Linked DNA regions of Bos taurus: region 1 is linked to region 2. The links are chromatin contacts, called in public Hi-C maps. All regions are on one chromosome and are shown on one strand. The core of a region is the stretch at or near the end of the contact, and the rest is flanking DNA. Distances in the headings are between cores, read along the strand shown.

What was found. Hi-C and Micro-C count contacts between places; a contact is called where the count stands out from the background.
Region 1: a Hi-C map of liver shows a contact between it and region 2, with 3 times the contacts expected there. The contact joins two enhancer-like sites. A contact is called at or near these places in 2 of 11 Hi-C or Micro-C datasets (liver and skeletal muscle).

What each region holds. Positions count from the first base shown.
Region 1 is chr16:38,850,767-38,858,368 of ARS-UCD2.0, reverse strand. No RefSeq gene overlaps it. Among named protein-coding and RNA genes, the nearest start is that of FMO4, 11 kb to the left of the region's middle. Within about 2 kb of position 5,483, at least 4 of the 102 cell types and tissues checked have an H3K27ac peak or open chromatin away from gene starts, as enhancers often do. A contact at or near this core is called in liver, where this site is marked.
Region 2 is chr16:38,634,733-38,642,171 of ARS-UCD2.0, reverse strand. The region is part of intron 20 of MROH9 (maestro heat like repeat family member 9); the gene reads right to left. Among named protein-coding and RNA genes, the nearest start is that of TRNAE-UUC, 9.7 kb to the left of the region's middle. Within about 2 kb of position 4,296, at least 2 of the 102 cell types and tissues checked have an H3K27ac peak or open chromatin away from gene starts, as enhancers often do. A contact at or near this core is called in liver, where this site is marked.

The DNA of each region.
Region 1 (7,602 bases), core at 4,234-6,733, 220 kb before region 2:
TGAGGACTTTGCATGGTTGAAACTGGGTTGCTGCCAAGACCATGATACAGCTCTCAGAAAGGAGAGAGTGAGGAAGTCCAGAGTAAGCAATTCCCTTTTAAGTAATTGAAGGAGAAACCACAAGCATAATTTTCATTCACAAGAAAATGATCACATGGCCACACCAGCTGCAAGAAAGACAGGGAAAGGTTGTCCCTACTTAGGCAGCCATGTGACCAGGAAGAAGAGGTAAACAGACTTTTAAAGTACAAGTTACTGTCTGCCATATTCTGCTTCTGAAGGAATTCTGGAGGCAATTCTTTCTTTTTCTACAGGTTTTAGTCTGGAATTGCAGCAGCTGTTTTCTTAGCATGCTAAGGATGAGCTGAGTCAAGGCAGAAGCGCAAAGCCAAGGAAACTGGAGAAATGGCACTAGAGCCACTGGATCGGGCAATCCTGAAGCCCACGTTACCTCTAGACTCCAGTTAGATGAGCCACTATGTTTTCTTGTTATACTGGTTGGAGTTGAGTTTTTGTTTCTTGCAGTTAGGATGCACCCCAATTTATTTAACCATTCCACTGCTGACACTATTTCTCTTTGTCATTGTTACAAGCAATGCAATAAACATCTTTGTACACATGACCATTTCTATAGGATAGAGTCTAAGATGTGTCATTGCTGTGCCAAAGAATATGTGCATTTAACATTTTGGTGAACACTACCAAGTTGCCCCAACCTATGTTTAATAACATTTACATTTCACAATCACCACCCTCCTCTAATGTTCTGAGATGTCTCCTTTTGTCTAGGTTTTGTAGGATAGCTTTTACAGAAGAGGATTTTGGTGATGTGTTCTCCTCTGCTGATGTTGAGGCTTAGATTTTTAAAAAAAATTTTTTTTAAATTTATTCTTTTATTTTTGGCTTTGTGGGTCTTTGTTGCTTTTTTGTGTGGGCTTTCTCTGGTTGTGATGAGCAGGGGCTACTCTTTGTTGTGGTGCACAGGGGTTAATAGCCACCTGTTGCTCTGGCTAAGGCATGAGAAAATCTCCATGGGAAAAGAATATAAGCAAAATATAGCAATAGAGCATAACCCAAATAAAAGTACATTGGGTTGATCAGTTGGGGTCATCATGCCCTGCTAAGCTAAGGAAGAACATAGTGTGGACCTTGGAACGCTGGTCAGCACAAGTTCAGAACACTGCCTATGCACACACTAAGATGTTTTCCCAAGGCATATGCGGGTCTACCTCCAGATAGGTGATAGCCCTTGTACAAGAAAATAAAAGACAGTTTAAAGTAATTAATAAAATGGGAGTCATGACTGGGGACACAGGAGGCTAACTTCATCGTAACACAACAGATACTTTCTGCTTGCCAAGACACTAAATAAAAGTGATGTGGCTCTGAGGAATAGGGCTCTTGACCCAAGAGGTCTTGAGTTGCCCGGTCCCATCTTTAAAATTTTAATTCTGTCTCTAGTTTCTTTTTCCCAAATTGTGCGTTGACCACTTTTGATCCCTAGCTGCTGTGCTGGACACAGCAAAGGTGCACAGACTTCTCATTGCAGTAGCTTCTCTTGTTGCGGAGCACAGGCTCTAGGTGTGCAGGCTCAGTAGTTGTGGCTTGTGGGTTTAGTTTCTCTGGGGCACATGGAATCTTCCTGCAGCAGGGATTGAACTCGTGATCCCTGCATTGGCAGGCGGATTTTTATCCACTGAGCCACCAGGGAAATCCGAGGCTTAGTTTCTTTCTCTATTCACATACTGCTCTTGCTCCTTCACTGTTTACTAATCCAGCCATGACTAATCATAGTTACACTCTTTATAAGTCTGCTGGCACTTCCATGAAAACAGATGCCAGAAATAAAAATATGACATAGTTAGATAGTATAACTTTTACTCTGTAGGAAAATGTGCTCCGTAGTCTTATCCTATTGATACAAGCTAGTTGTCTCATTATATTTTCCCTTTTGCCCTAAAGTTTGATATCTATTTTTAATTATCTAGCAAGTTTTTTTTTTTTTTTTAAGAGAAAGGAGTAAGTGTAGACTTTTAAAAAAAATCAAAATGCTCTGAAGTTAGAGACTGTTTTAAAATAATGATATACTGTGTTAAGGACAGGACAACTGTGGGGGTGTTGTTTTTCTTAGTTGTCACAGTTTTCATGTGAAACTGTCTACACTGGGAAGCAGTGATTGGGAGTAGGCACTAGGAATGGGCTTCCCTGGTACTTTAGATGGTAAAGAATCTGCCTGCAGTGCAGGAAACCTGGGTTCAATCCCTGGGTTGGAAAGATCCCCTAGAGAAGGGAACTGCTACCCACTCTAGTAATCTTGCCTGGGAAATCCTATGGACAGAGGAGCTTGGTGGGCTACAGTCCATGGGGTCACAAAGAGGCAGACACAACTGAGCAACTTTCACTAGGACTGGGAGAACACAGAAGCTCTTTCTTTAATTGATATCCTCTTACAATGATCACTACAGGGAATGGGGAGACCCTCACATTATTCTATGGGGGAAGGCAGGGAGATGGGGCCAGGGGGACCAATGGAACAGGAATCAGTAACCTAGACAGGAAATGAAATGGGCCTGAACTAGGCAGTGAGGAAAGGGGGAAGATAAGGAACAGAGTCTGTGATTTTATTAATACTTACCTTTATGTGAGTATTTACTGTACGTTAGGTACAGTAAATAGGCTCTGTTTCTTTGCATTGATCACTGAGGAAGGCTTTCTTATCTCTCCTTGCTATTCTTTGGAACTCTGCATTCAAATGGGTATATCTTTCCTTTTCTCCTTGCTTTTCACGTCTTTCTTTTCATAGTGGTTTGTAAGGCCTCCCCAGACAACCATTTTGCCTTTTTGCATTCTTTTTCTTGGGGATGGTCTTGATCCCTGTCTCCTGTACAATGTCACGAACTTCCATCCGTAGTTCATCAGGCACTCTGTCTATCAGATCTAATCCTTTGAATCTATTTGTCACTTCCACTGTATAAGCGTAAGGGATTTGATTTAGGTCATACCTGAATGGTCTAGTGGTTTTCCCCACTTTCTTCAATTTAAGTCTGAATTTGGCAATAAGGAGTTCATGATCTGAGCCACAGTCAGCTCCTGGTTTTGTTTTTGTTGACTGTATAGAGCTTCTCCATCTTTGGCTGCAAAGAATATAATCAATCTGATTTCAGTGTTGACCATCTGGTGATGTCCATGTGTAGAGTCTTCTCTTGTGTTGTTGTGAGAGGGTGTTTGCTGTGACCAGTGCCTTCTCTTGGCAAAACTCTATTAGTCTTTGCCCTGCTTCATTCCATACTCCAAAGCCAAATTTGCTTGTTAACTCCAGGTGTTTCTTGACTTCCTACTTTTGCATTCCAGTCCCCTATAATGAAAAGGACAACTTTTGGGGGTGTTAGTTCTAGAAGGTCTTGTAGGTCTTCATAGAACTGTTCAACTTCAGCTTCTTCAGCATTATTGGTTGGGTCATAGACTTGGGTTACTGTAATACTGAATGGTTTGCCTTGGAAACGAACAGAGATCATTCTGTTGTTTTTGAGATTGCATTTAAGTACTGCATTTTGGACTCTTTTGTTGACTATGATGGCTACTCCATTTCTTTTAAGGGATTCTTGCCCATGGTAGTAGATATAATGGTCATCTGAGTTAAATTCACCAATTCCAGTCCATTTTAGTTCGCTGATTCCTAAAATGTCAATGTCACTCTTGCCATCTGCTGTTTGACCGCTTACCATTTGCCTTGATTCATGGACCTAACATTTCAGGTTCCTATGCAATACTGCTCTTCACAGCATCAGACTTTGCTTCTATCACCAGTCACATCCACAACTGGGTGTTGTTTTTGCTTTGACTCCATCTCTTCATTCTTTCTGGAATGGTGGATTACACTATTTAATCCTTATGAGACTCTACAAGGTAGGATGTGTTATAACTTCTATGCAATAGGAAAGAAAACTGTAGCTTCAGAAAAGTACATTACTTGCTCTGGTTCACACAGCTAGTAAATGGCAGGACTTCTGCACTCATTTCAGTTCTCTAAGCAGCCCCTACAGCAGGGTGTATTGAAAGATCTGGAGAGTTGGACTGTAAAAAAAGATAGGTCCAGTAGGGGGTACTATTTGTGTACACTAAAAAGAATTTCTGACAATGTAAAATTACCCTTGAGTTGAAATGCCTTACCAGTCTTTCTGATTTAAAGGATGTGCCGGAGGCCAAAGTGTTTAATATATTTTCCCTTTTGCTAGGTTTCTGGGACCTAACTTGTAGTGGGAATTCCTTATAATGTACTTTCACAGCCTTGAGAAATTTCACAGAAATAGCACCTGGGAAAACAGCATATATTAAGAAATTATGTTAATGATTATCTTTCATGTTTTTCTTAAGAATAATTGCCTTGTTACAAACCCCAAGGCCAGATCCAGAAGGGAGTATGACTGGGATCGTGAAAGCATGGACGTTGGAACACCGGGTTGGTATCAGACATGAACACTGCCTACTTGCTAATTGTTCCCAAGGCTAGCCCAGAAGGGAATAGCCTGGGGCAAACACAAAGAGATCTGGACTATGTCAGTGTGGTCCATGACATTTAGGAGTAGGTGATCAACAACACAGCATGTGTCTTGAGAAAGGTAAGTTCTGAGAAAGTCTTGTAGTCAGCAATTAGGAATAAAAGCTGGACTCAGAGTGGACTTTGCACACTCAGAGGTCCCCTGACCCATTGCATCAGATTTTGTGTTCTGTCTTCATTCTCCTTGCTGGCTCCTGGACTATTAGGGCAACAGTAACTAAATTCATTTGTTTTTATGCATGGGTTGTGTTTCAATCAGTAATTGAAAAAATGTATCTCAATAGGTAATTATATAGAATTAAATTGGCAATTATGTAGAATTTTTCTGGGCTCCAAAGTCACTGCAGATGGTGATTGCAGCCATGAAGTTAAAAAATGCTTACTCCTTGGAAGGAAAGTTATGACCAACCTAGACAGCATATTAAAAAGCAGAGACATCACTTTGTCAACAAAGGTCTGTCTAGTCAAGCCTATGGTTTTTGTAGTGTTCATGTATGGATGTGAGAGTCGGACTGTGAAGAAAGCTGAGTGCAGAAGAATTGATGTTTTTGAACTGTGGTGTTGGAGAAGACTCTTGAGAGTCCCTTGGACTGTAAGGAGATACAACCAGTCCATCCTAAAGGAGATCAGTCCTGGGTGTTCATTGGAAGGACTGATGTTGAAGCTGAAACTCCAATACTTTGGCCACCTGATGTGAAAAGCTGACTAATTTGAAGACCCTGATGCTGGGAGGGATTGAGGGCAGGAGGAGAAGGGGACGACAGAGGATGAGATGGTTGGATGGCATCACTGACCACTGACTTGATGGACATGCATTTGAGTAAGCTCCAGAAGTTGATGATGGACAGGAAAGCCCATGGGGTTGCAAAGAGTTGGACATGACTGAGTGACTAAACTGAACTGATGTAGAATTGCACAGTTTAAAAATAAACAGTACTCAATAAATATTTGTTTTCTTCTTTCATAGTTAAATAAATGAGTAAGCATTGTCAAGAGCACTCCTTTCAAGGTTATCTAATTTTGATTCTGAGACTTGTTTGGAAACTCTGTAAAACTATAATTGACAGCTGTTTCCCAGTATGATTTATGGACTAATTCCAAGGTGAAGAATGAGACCTCTTCTTCCTATTGAACTTGTTCTACACTATGGCCACAGAGTAGGTCTAGAATAGCCATGGTCAGAGAAGAGGGAGGAATGAACAGTGAAAAAGATGCATGTGGAGATTCAGAAACATAGTGGTCTACATGGAGGAAATTAGCTGCAAGATCCAAGACACAACAGGGCAGATGTGCTTGGATAGAGAGGCAGGTCTGTACACACACTCAGGCAGAGTGAGGAAGGGAGACATATGGATGCTTTCATGGAGCAATATCCTTGTAATATGATTTTCATGATATCACTATTAAGAATTCTGAAGTCATTTTTTACATTGGAAACCACAAGCTTAAATGCTGGAGTTAAGAAGATCCCTGGATGTATGTTTTGCAGATCCATGTCTTCACTCAGCCACTTATTAGCTCTGTTACCTTGGACTAGGGGCTTCCCAGGTGACTCAGTGGTAAAGAATCCGCCTGCCAATGTCGGAGATACGGGTTCAATCCCTGGGATGGGAAGATCCCCTGGAGAAGGAAATGGCAACCCACTTGGGTATTCTTGCCTGGGAAATCCCATGGACAAAGAAGCCTGGCAGGCTACGGTCCAGGGGGTTGCAAAAGAGTTGGACACGACTTAGCAACTAAACCACAAACAACAACAACTTTGGAGTAATCAACTGATATTTCCTTGTCTGTTTCTTGTTAAATTGTGTAGTACTGACCTCCCCATGAAGACAGAGCTTGCCATAGTAAGAAATTCAGCTACCATCATTACATTTGGCAGAGATTCAAAGGCAGGAAGGGGAATTTTTTTAAAAAAATTAGAAAATGAGAGGCATTCAGACATACTCTTATTGGAGATTGTTTGCATGGGAAAGGTGAAGGCGGGTTAATGAGAAGCAGGGCATCACATGTGCCTGTGTTTGGGGATTATATTTGATTTTCTTTGTTGTTCATGAGTTGGAACTAGGGCAAGAGTTAGAGAAGCTGGCACTTATTGACCAAGTCCTGGTCCTGAATGTTCTAATCTGATTGCTGCAGAGGTTATGGGTCAGAGTTCTATTGTGACCAAGTCCTGGTCCTGAATGTTCTAATCTGATTGCTGCAGAGGTATGGGTCAGAGTTCTATTGTTGTAGATGGTTTGGCAATAATCTGTTTGTGTATTCAGTCCCTTGGCACAATGTGTTCAGCAGATGAGATTAGATTCAGGTGGCAGCTTGTGATCCCATAGTTTGCCCCATGGTTGCCTGGATAGTTTACCTTGCCATGCTTCATCCTGGGTACCCAACTTTCCCAGCCAACTTCATGAGGAATACTAAAGTGTCAGCTCTGCTTCACAGGAGAGAAAAGCATTTCCCAAAGTCATTTTTATTATATTCAGCAGAGCAGTTTTTCACTATGAGTTCCTATATTAAGTGCTCTGCTTCCAATTCCAATGTGTGTGTGGGGGGTTTTCCCCCCACACCATTGAGCGGTTCTTGGAGACCAGCTGGGTTTCCTACAGTTGAACTCGATTCTGACACTATCTACCTAGAGATAGTATCAGGTTCTATGCATTAAAGGCTTGGTCCTACCAGATCGCCTTCTCTTCAGATGTCAGTCATGAGCCCAGGTTGTCACCTGTGCATCTGAGAGCCAGTTGTAGGTAGGAAGTTTCAGTGAGCCCCTAATTGGGTTCAACGAATTTGCTAAAATAATCAGTGCTTTTGTGAACTAGTTTGGCTCCCAGAACTCAGAGAAACATTCTATTTACTAGATTACTAGTTTATTATAAAAGGATGATATAATTTAGGAATAGCCAGGTAGAAGAGATACACAGGGCCAGGTAGGTGGGAAGGGAATGGAATTTCTATGTCCTCTCAAGGGCACCATTCTCCCTGAATCTCTGTGTGTTCACCAACTTGGAAGCTCTCTGAACCTCATCCTTTTTGGTTTTTACAGCGGTTTC
Region 2 (7,439 bases), core at 3,047-5,546:
TACAAGCAGCTGTATGCCAATAAACTGGACAACCCAGAAGTAATGGACAGATTCTTAGAAAGGTACAACCTTCCAAGACTGAACCAGGAAGAAATAGAAAATATGAACAAGCCAATCACAAGTACTGAAATTGAAAGTGTAATTTAAAAACTTCCAACAAACGTCAAACCAGATGTCAGAAGTCAAAACCAGATGGCTTCGCAGATGAATTCTATCAAACATTTAGAGAAGAGTTAACACTTATCCATCTGAAACTCTTCCAAAACATTGCAGAGAAAGGAACACTCCCAAGTTCATTCTATGAGGCCACCATCACCTTGACAGGAAAACCTGGTAAAGATACCATTAAAAAAGACAATTACAGGCCAATGTCACTGATGAACATAGACGCAAAATTCCTCAACTTAATACCAGCAAACCAAATCTGACGATAGTTTAAAAGGATCCTACACCATGATCAAATGGGATTTATCCTAAGGATGCAAGAGTTCTTCAATATATGCAAATCAATCAATGTGATACTCCATGTAAGCAAATTGAAGAATAAAAAACACGATGAACGTGAAGTCAGTTGTGTCCAACTCTTTGAGACCCCATGGACTGTAGCCTACCAGGCTCCTCTGTCCATGGAATTTTCCAGGCAGTAGTACTGGAGTGGATTGCCATTTCCTTCTCCAAGGGATCTTCCCAACCCAGGGATCGAACCTGGGTCTCCTGCAATGTAGACAGATGCTTTACCATTTGAGCCACCAGGGAAGTATAAAAAAACACCATACACAATAACAAATTTAAAATGGATTAAAGATCTAAATGTAAGACAGGACACTATAAAACTCATAGAGGAAAGCATAGGAAAAACATTCTTTGACATAATTACAGCAAGATTTTATTTGACCAATTCCTATTGTAAATAGTGTTGCAATGAACATTGGGTACATAGCCAGGACATGGAAGCAATCTAAATGTCCATCAACAGATGAACAGATAAATAAGGTGTGGTACATATACAAAATGGAATAAAACTCAGCCATAAAAAGGAACAAAACTGGGTCATTTGTAGATATGCGGATGGATTTAGAGTCTGCTAATCACTGCAGATGCTGATTGCAGCCATGAAATTAAAAGACGCTTACTCCTTGGAAGGAAAGTTATGACCAACCTAGATAGCATATTCAAAAGCAGAGACATTACTTTGCCAACAAAGGTCCGTCTAGTCAAGGCTATGGTTTTTCCAGTAGTCATGTATGGATGTGAGAGTTGGACTGTGAAGAAAGCTGAACACAGAAGAATTGATGCTTTTGAACTGTAGTGTTGGAGAAGACTCTTGAGAGTCCCTGGACTGCAAGGAGATCCAACCAGTCCATTCTGAAGGAGATTAGTCCTGGGTGTTCATTGGAAGGACTGATGCTGAAGCTGAAACTCCAGTACTCTGGCCACCGCATGCAAAGAGTTGACTCATTGGAAAAGACCCTGATGCTGGGATTGGGGGCAGGAGGAGAAGGGGACGACAGAGGATGAGATGGTTGGATGGCATCACTGACTCCATGGATGTGAGTCTGAGTGAACTCCGGGAGTTGGTGATGGACAGGGAGGCCTGGCATGCTGTGATTCATGGGGTCGCAAGGAGTCAGACATGACTGAGCAACTAAACTGAACTGAACTGAACTGATACAGAGTGAAGTAAGTCAAAAAAATATTGTATATTAGCACATATACAATGCAAAGAAATAGAAGAAAACAATAGGATGGGAAAGACTAGAGGCCTCTTCAAGAAAATTAGAGATACCAAGGGAACATTTCATGCAAAGATGGGCACAATAAAGGACAGAAATGGCAAGGACCTAACAGAAACAAAAGAGATTAAGAAGAGGTGGCAAGAATACACAGAAGAATTGTACAAAGAAGGTATAAATGACCCAGATAACCATGATGGTATGATCACTCACCTAGAGCCAGACATCCTGGAGTGTGAGATCAAGCAGGCCTTAGGGAACATCACTATGAACAAAAAAACTACTGAAGGTGATGGAATTCCAACTGAGCTATTTCAAATCCTAAAAGAGGATGCTGTTAAAGTGCTGAACTCAATATTCCAGCAAATTTGGAAAACTCAGCAGTGGCTGCAGGACTGGAAAAGGTCAGTTTTCATTCCAATCCCACAGAAGGGCAATGTCAAAGAATGTTCAAACTACTGCACAATTGCATTAGTTTCACATGCTAGTAAGGTAGTACTCAAAATCCTCTAAGCTAGGCTTCAACAGTATGTGGATGAAGAACTTTCAGATGTAGGTTTAAATCTATTAAAGAATTAAAAAAATTTTAGTCCATGAAATTTAATTTTTTGAAACATTTTAGTGTTTTAAAATCTCATTTAATTGGGAGTTAGGTTAGAGCATGGTTGGTTGAGATTATATATAATTGGAGGATATATGCTATAAATTATGAGACAATTAAAATTATGTAGGCTTTGTATGAATTGTTGTGAGGCTTCCTAGGTGGCTCCATGGTAAATAATCCACCTGCCAATGTAGGAGACACAGGAGATGTGGGTTGCAAGAGTCTGACATGACTTAGCAACTAAACCACCACCACCACTTTCAAAAGCAGAACATTCTTATGAAAACTTTTGTAAGCCAGTGGTTTAAAAGGAAGAAGCAATTGATAGTGGATGCTCCAGATGTAATAAATAGAGATGAAGCACAAATGCTTATAGACACAGTTGAAAGGTGTGGTGGCTTAATGCTATGCTGAATGTAGTATCCAGGGAAGGAGCTCGGTGGGGCCATTCTCCCTCTCAGGGCATATGCTGCCTCTATAAGGATTCCTGCAAAACAAACATTGAATGCAATTTTTACTTTTCACTTTTTTTCATAAAAGTGAAAATCTTCTTTGTATTTCTTTTAGATAGTGAAAGCAGGTAACAATGTAGGTCTTCTGTAAAGGTAAAGTGGCATAAAACAAAATTTTGAAAAGTGGGTAGGGGCGTACCTGTATAACATGTATAGGTAAAGGTCTATGAGGGTTAAGAGGGTTTGTTAAAATAATTTTGTTTGATGATAATAAGTATACGAGTTCATAATTACATTTTTATGTCCTACAAGTATTGGCTAATTAACCCCTTTTGGTTTTGATGTTGGTTAGGGTTATAAGCTCAGTTACAATTTGTTTGACTGTGTTAAGGCCTTTGATGGCCATTACTAAGTCATAGTATCCCCCATAATTAAAAAGATACCAAATGTATGACAGCACAACTATGTGGGAACATGGGATGATTAGTCACTAGTCCCCCAAGATGTCTTATTTAAGGGACTAGATGGACAGTTTTATTTGGAATGATCTTGAAGTAAGAACCAGATGTAAGCTGTAGTTTCCTATTAGAACCATCACACGATATGGGCCTGGAGAGAGAAGAGGGGCATATCCCAAGTGACTTTGGTTTCCCAGAGCTTGGTAATTAAGGAAAGAGAATGACTATGAGAAACATGGTGATGAGAATTGATGTAATGTATAATAGCATTTATTTAGGAAGAAAACTGTGAGTGGATATATACCATATACTTTACCTTGGGGAGTAATTACACATGAATGGATGAAAGAGCTAAAACTAAATTTAGCTAAGACTAAATATATAAACAAAATTTAACAAATAAAACAGCTAAATTTTTTTAATCAGAAAAATAATAAAACCAAAAAGTTCTAGAACTTAGGTAATAAAAGATTTCAGCTGGGAGCTAACAGATAGGTAAAATTGAAACAGGAGCCTGTGACAAAGTTTGGCTGTGACTTACGGAGTTTTTTGACCCTTGGACGCACTGTTGAGAAACATAGACTTGGAAGTTGTATGTAACCATACCTGCTGAATGGTTCCTCCACCTAGTATTCTTTTACAAAAGGGCAAGGTTGCTATTGCACACACTGTTAATATTACCCCAGAAGCAGGAAAATCAAAGGGTTGTGATGAAAGAACTAAATAAAAAAGAGTATATCTTGCATCTGAGTTCCCATCAGTTGCACAAGTTACAAGTAACCACAAGTCACCACAAGATAAGCCACAGGAAATACCACCGGCCTTCCATCTAGAGCAGGAGGTCTGAGGAATAAGAAGTATCATTTTTATGACTCATTAGAAGGAGATTCATTGTCTTGGTGGCTTTGATAAATTTGGGGGGCAGCTGGGAGAATAAGAGAGCCTTTTGGCCCTATTCCATCTCCCAGATCCTCTCACTTGGAACCAGGTTGATGTACAAGAGCCAAAAGGATTTCCTAAGATGGTTTTGGATCTGTGAGGAATAGGGGCATGAGTTTGACGTTCATACCAGAAAAGTTTAGACATTTCACTCATAGAGTCCACATACTGTACTTGAGAGAAATACGCCACCTGGGAACAAACCCAAAAGGCAATAGGAGACAAAACAGTAAGCTTCTTGGCTGCTGTTAACTGGATACTCATGTCTGCATTTTAAAGCAATAATTTTCAAAATTTAGTTTCCACTTAGGATTTTAAAACTTGAAAGGACATTAAGGATTAAAATTCTGAGTGGCCTCACTATGACATTTTGGGCAGGATGATGCTTCAATGTGAGGGATTATCTTAGTGACTGCAGTATATTTAGCTTGCCTGGTACCCAGTCGATAATGCCAGTAATACATCTCTGGCATTAGGGTAACAAAAAACCCTGTCCCCACACATTCCCAGATGCTTCTATGTGGAAGTACTGATGGCACTGAGAACGCTTATTTTATTTTTAGGCAAAAAATGATTAAAGATGTTAATTGTCTTATTCAAATCATAGCTGGCTAGTTCAACAAATATTTCATAGGTCTGACCATGTGTCAGTCACTGAGCCAGATGCTGATGATACAAAGATTTGTAAGACATAGACTACAGAGTCTAGCACAGGAGGCAGACATATAAATAGTTGATTTCACTATTATACATATGGGCTTCCCTGGTGGCTCAGATGGTGAAGAATTTAGGAGACCTGGGTTTGATCCCTGGGTCAAGTAGATTCCCTGGAGAAGGGAATGGCTACCCACTTCGGTATTCTTGCCTGGAAAATTCCATGGACAGAGGAGCCAGGCGTGCTACGGTCCATGGGATCACAAAGAGTTGGGCATGACTGAACAACTTTCATTATACACTCACACACACACACACACACACACTCACACTCACACACATATATTGCCAGTGTGCTGAGACAGATGACATACTAAATTGGCAAAATTTGGCAAAACAACAAATAGATAAAGTTTGTCAAGCTGGTTGGATTTTATAACCATGGAGAATGCACACAGTACCTTTTATTTGTATCTTAAATTATATTCATATGCATTTTTCATACATTAATCTAGTAAATGAGTGCCTACTATATGTGCAGTAATGTTCTAAGCATTAGTGATTCATTTCCTCATGTAGCTTATATCTGAGTGATCTCTTCTGTTGTGACTATTTCAGTTCTACTCCGAAATGACTGACAATAGCGGTATATTTCTAAAACTTAGGATCCTATCAGTTCAGTTCAGTTCAGTCACTCAGTCGTGTCCAACTCTTTGCGACCCCATGAATTGCAGCATGCCAGGCCTCCCTGTCCATTACCAACTCCCGGAGTTCACTCAGACTCACGTCCATCGAGTCAGTGATGCCATCCAGTCATCTCATCCTCTGTCATCCCCTTCTCCTCCTGCCCCCAATCTCTCTCAGCATCAGAGTCTTTTCCAATGAGTCAACTCTTCGCATGAGGTGGCCAAAGTACTGGAGTTTCAGCTTCAGCATCATTCCCTCCAAAGAAATCCCAGGGCTGATCTCCTTCAGAATGGACTGGTTGGATCTCCTTGCAGTCCAAGGGACTCTCAAGAGTCTTCTCCAACACCACAGTTCAAAAGCTTCAATTCTTCAGCACTCAGCTTTCTTCACAGTCCAACTCTGACATCCATACATGACCATTGGAAAAACCATAGCCTTGACTAGACGGACCTTTGTTGGCAAAGTCATGTCTCTGCTTTTCAATATGCTATCTAGGTTGGTCATAACTTTTTTTCCAAGGAGTAAGCATCTTTTAATTCCATCTTAGTTATCCAAATTTCAGTTCAGTTGCTCAGTTGTGTCCAACTCTTTGCAACCCCATGGACCGCAGCATGCCAGGCTTCCCTGTCCATCACCAACTCCCGGAGTTTACCCAAACTCATGTCCATTGAATTGATGCCATCCAGCCATCTCATCCTCTGTCGTCCCCTTCTCCTCCTGCCCTCAATCCTTCCCAGCATCAAGGTCTTTTCAAATGAGTCAGCTTTTCACATCAGGTGGCTAAAGTATTGGAGTTTCAGCTTCAACATCAGTCCTTCCAATGAACACTCAGGACTGATCTCCTTTAGGATGGACGGGTTGGATCTCCTTGCTGTCCAAGGAACTCTCAAGAGTCTTCTCCAACACCACAGTTCAAAAGCATCAATTCTTTGGTGCTCAGCTTTCTTCACAGTCACTGATGCAATGAACATAAACTTAGGCAAACTTTGGGAAATGGTGAGGGGCAGGGAGGCCTGGCTTGCTGCAGTCCATGGGGTCACAAAGAGTTGGACATAACTTGGCGACTGAACAACAACAGACTCACTACTAAGAATTTTAGTTTCTTAAACATCCTTTAACTTTTAATCAGACTACCACAATAGGAAAGCTGGAAAGTGGAAAAAAAAAGTATTTGAAAGAAGAAGTATCATTTATTCAGTTATGTTGAGGGTACCATTCTCATCTCTATTTGAAGGAAAAAATCTCTTTCATTGAAGTGCCTTTGTGTCACTGCAAATCAGAATGGTAGGAGATGTTTCCAGGACTACACAAATAGAAAGGAGCAATGGTGATAGTGCCAACAAAACCTTCCCATAGATATAGAATATGGTGAAAAGCTACCAACAAGATGGTGGTTGAACAAGGAGGATCAAGGCTTGCTGGATTTCAAAGGCAGAAGCTGTACCTCTATATCTATAGAAGAGTTCTGACACATAAAATGCAGAATGTCTTGAATGCAGTTAGTGAGAATACGAAGCAAAGATTGAGGGATGAGGATGTAGAAATGGGAACCTGAGGAGTGGAATAAATGAAATAGTGAACTTCCCTCATAGCTCAATTTGTAAAAACTCTGCCTGTAGTGCAGGAGATCTGGGTTCGATTCCTGGGTCGGGAAGATCCCCTGGAAAAGGAAATGGCAACGCACTCCAGTATTCTTGCCTGGAGAATCCCATGGACAGGGGATCTACAGTCCATGGGATTGCAAGAGTTGGACATGACTTAGCGACTAACCAACCCCCATAGCCTCTTAAGAAAGAAGTGAATGAAGTCACTCAGTCATGTCCAAAAAAGAAAGAAGAAACCTATATATATATTTTAATAGTTAAAAGACTTTTTATTTATTTATTTTTGGCTGCACTAGATCTTAGCTGCT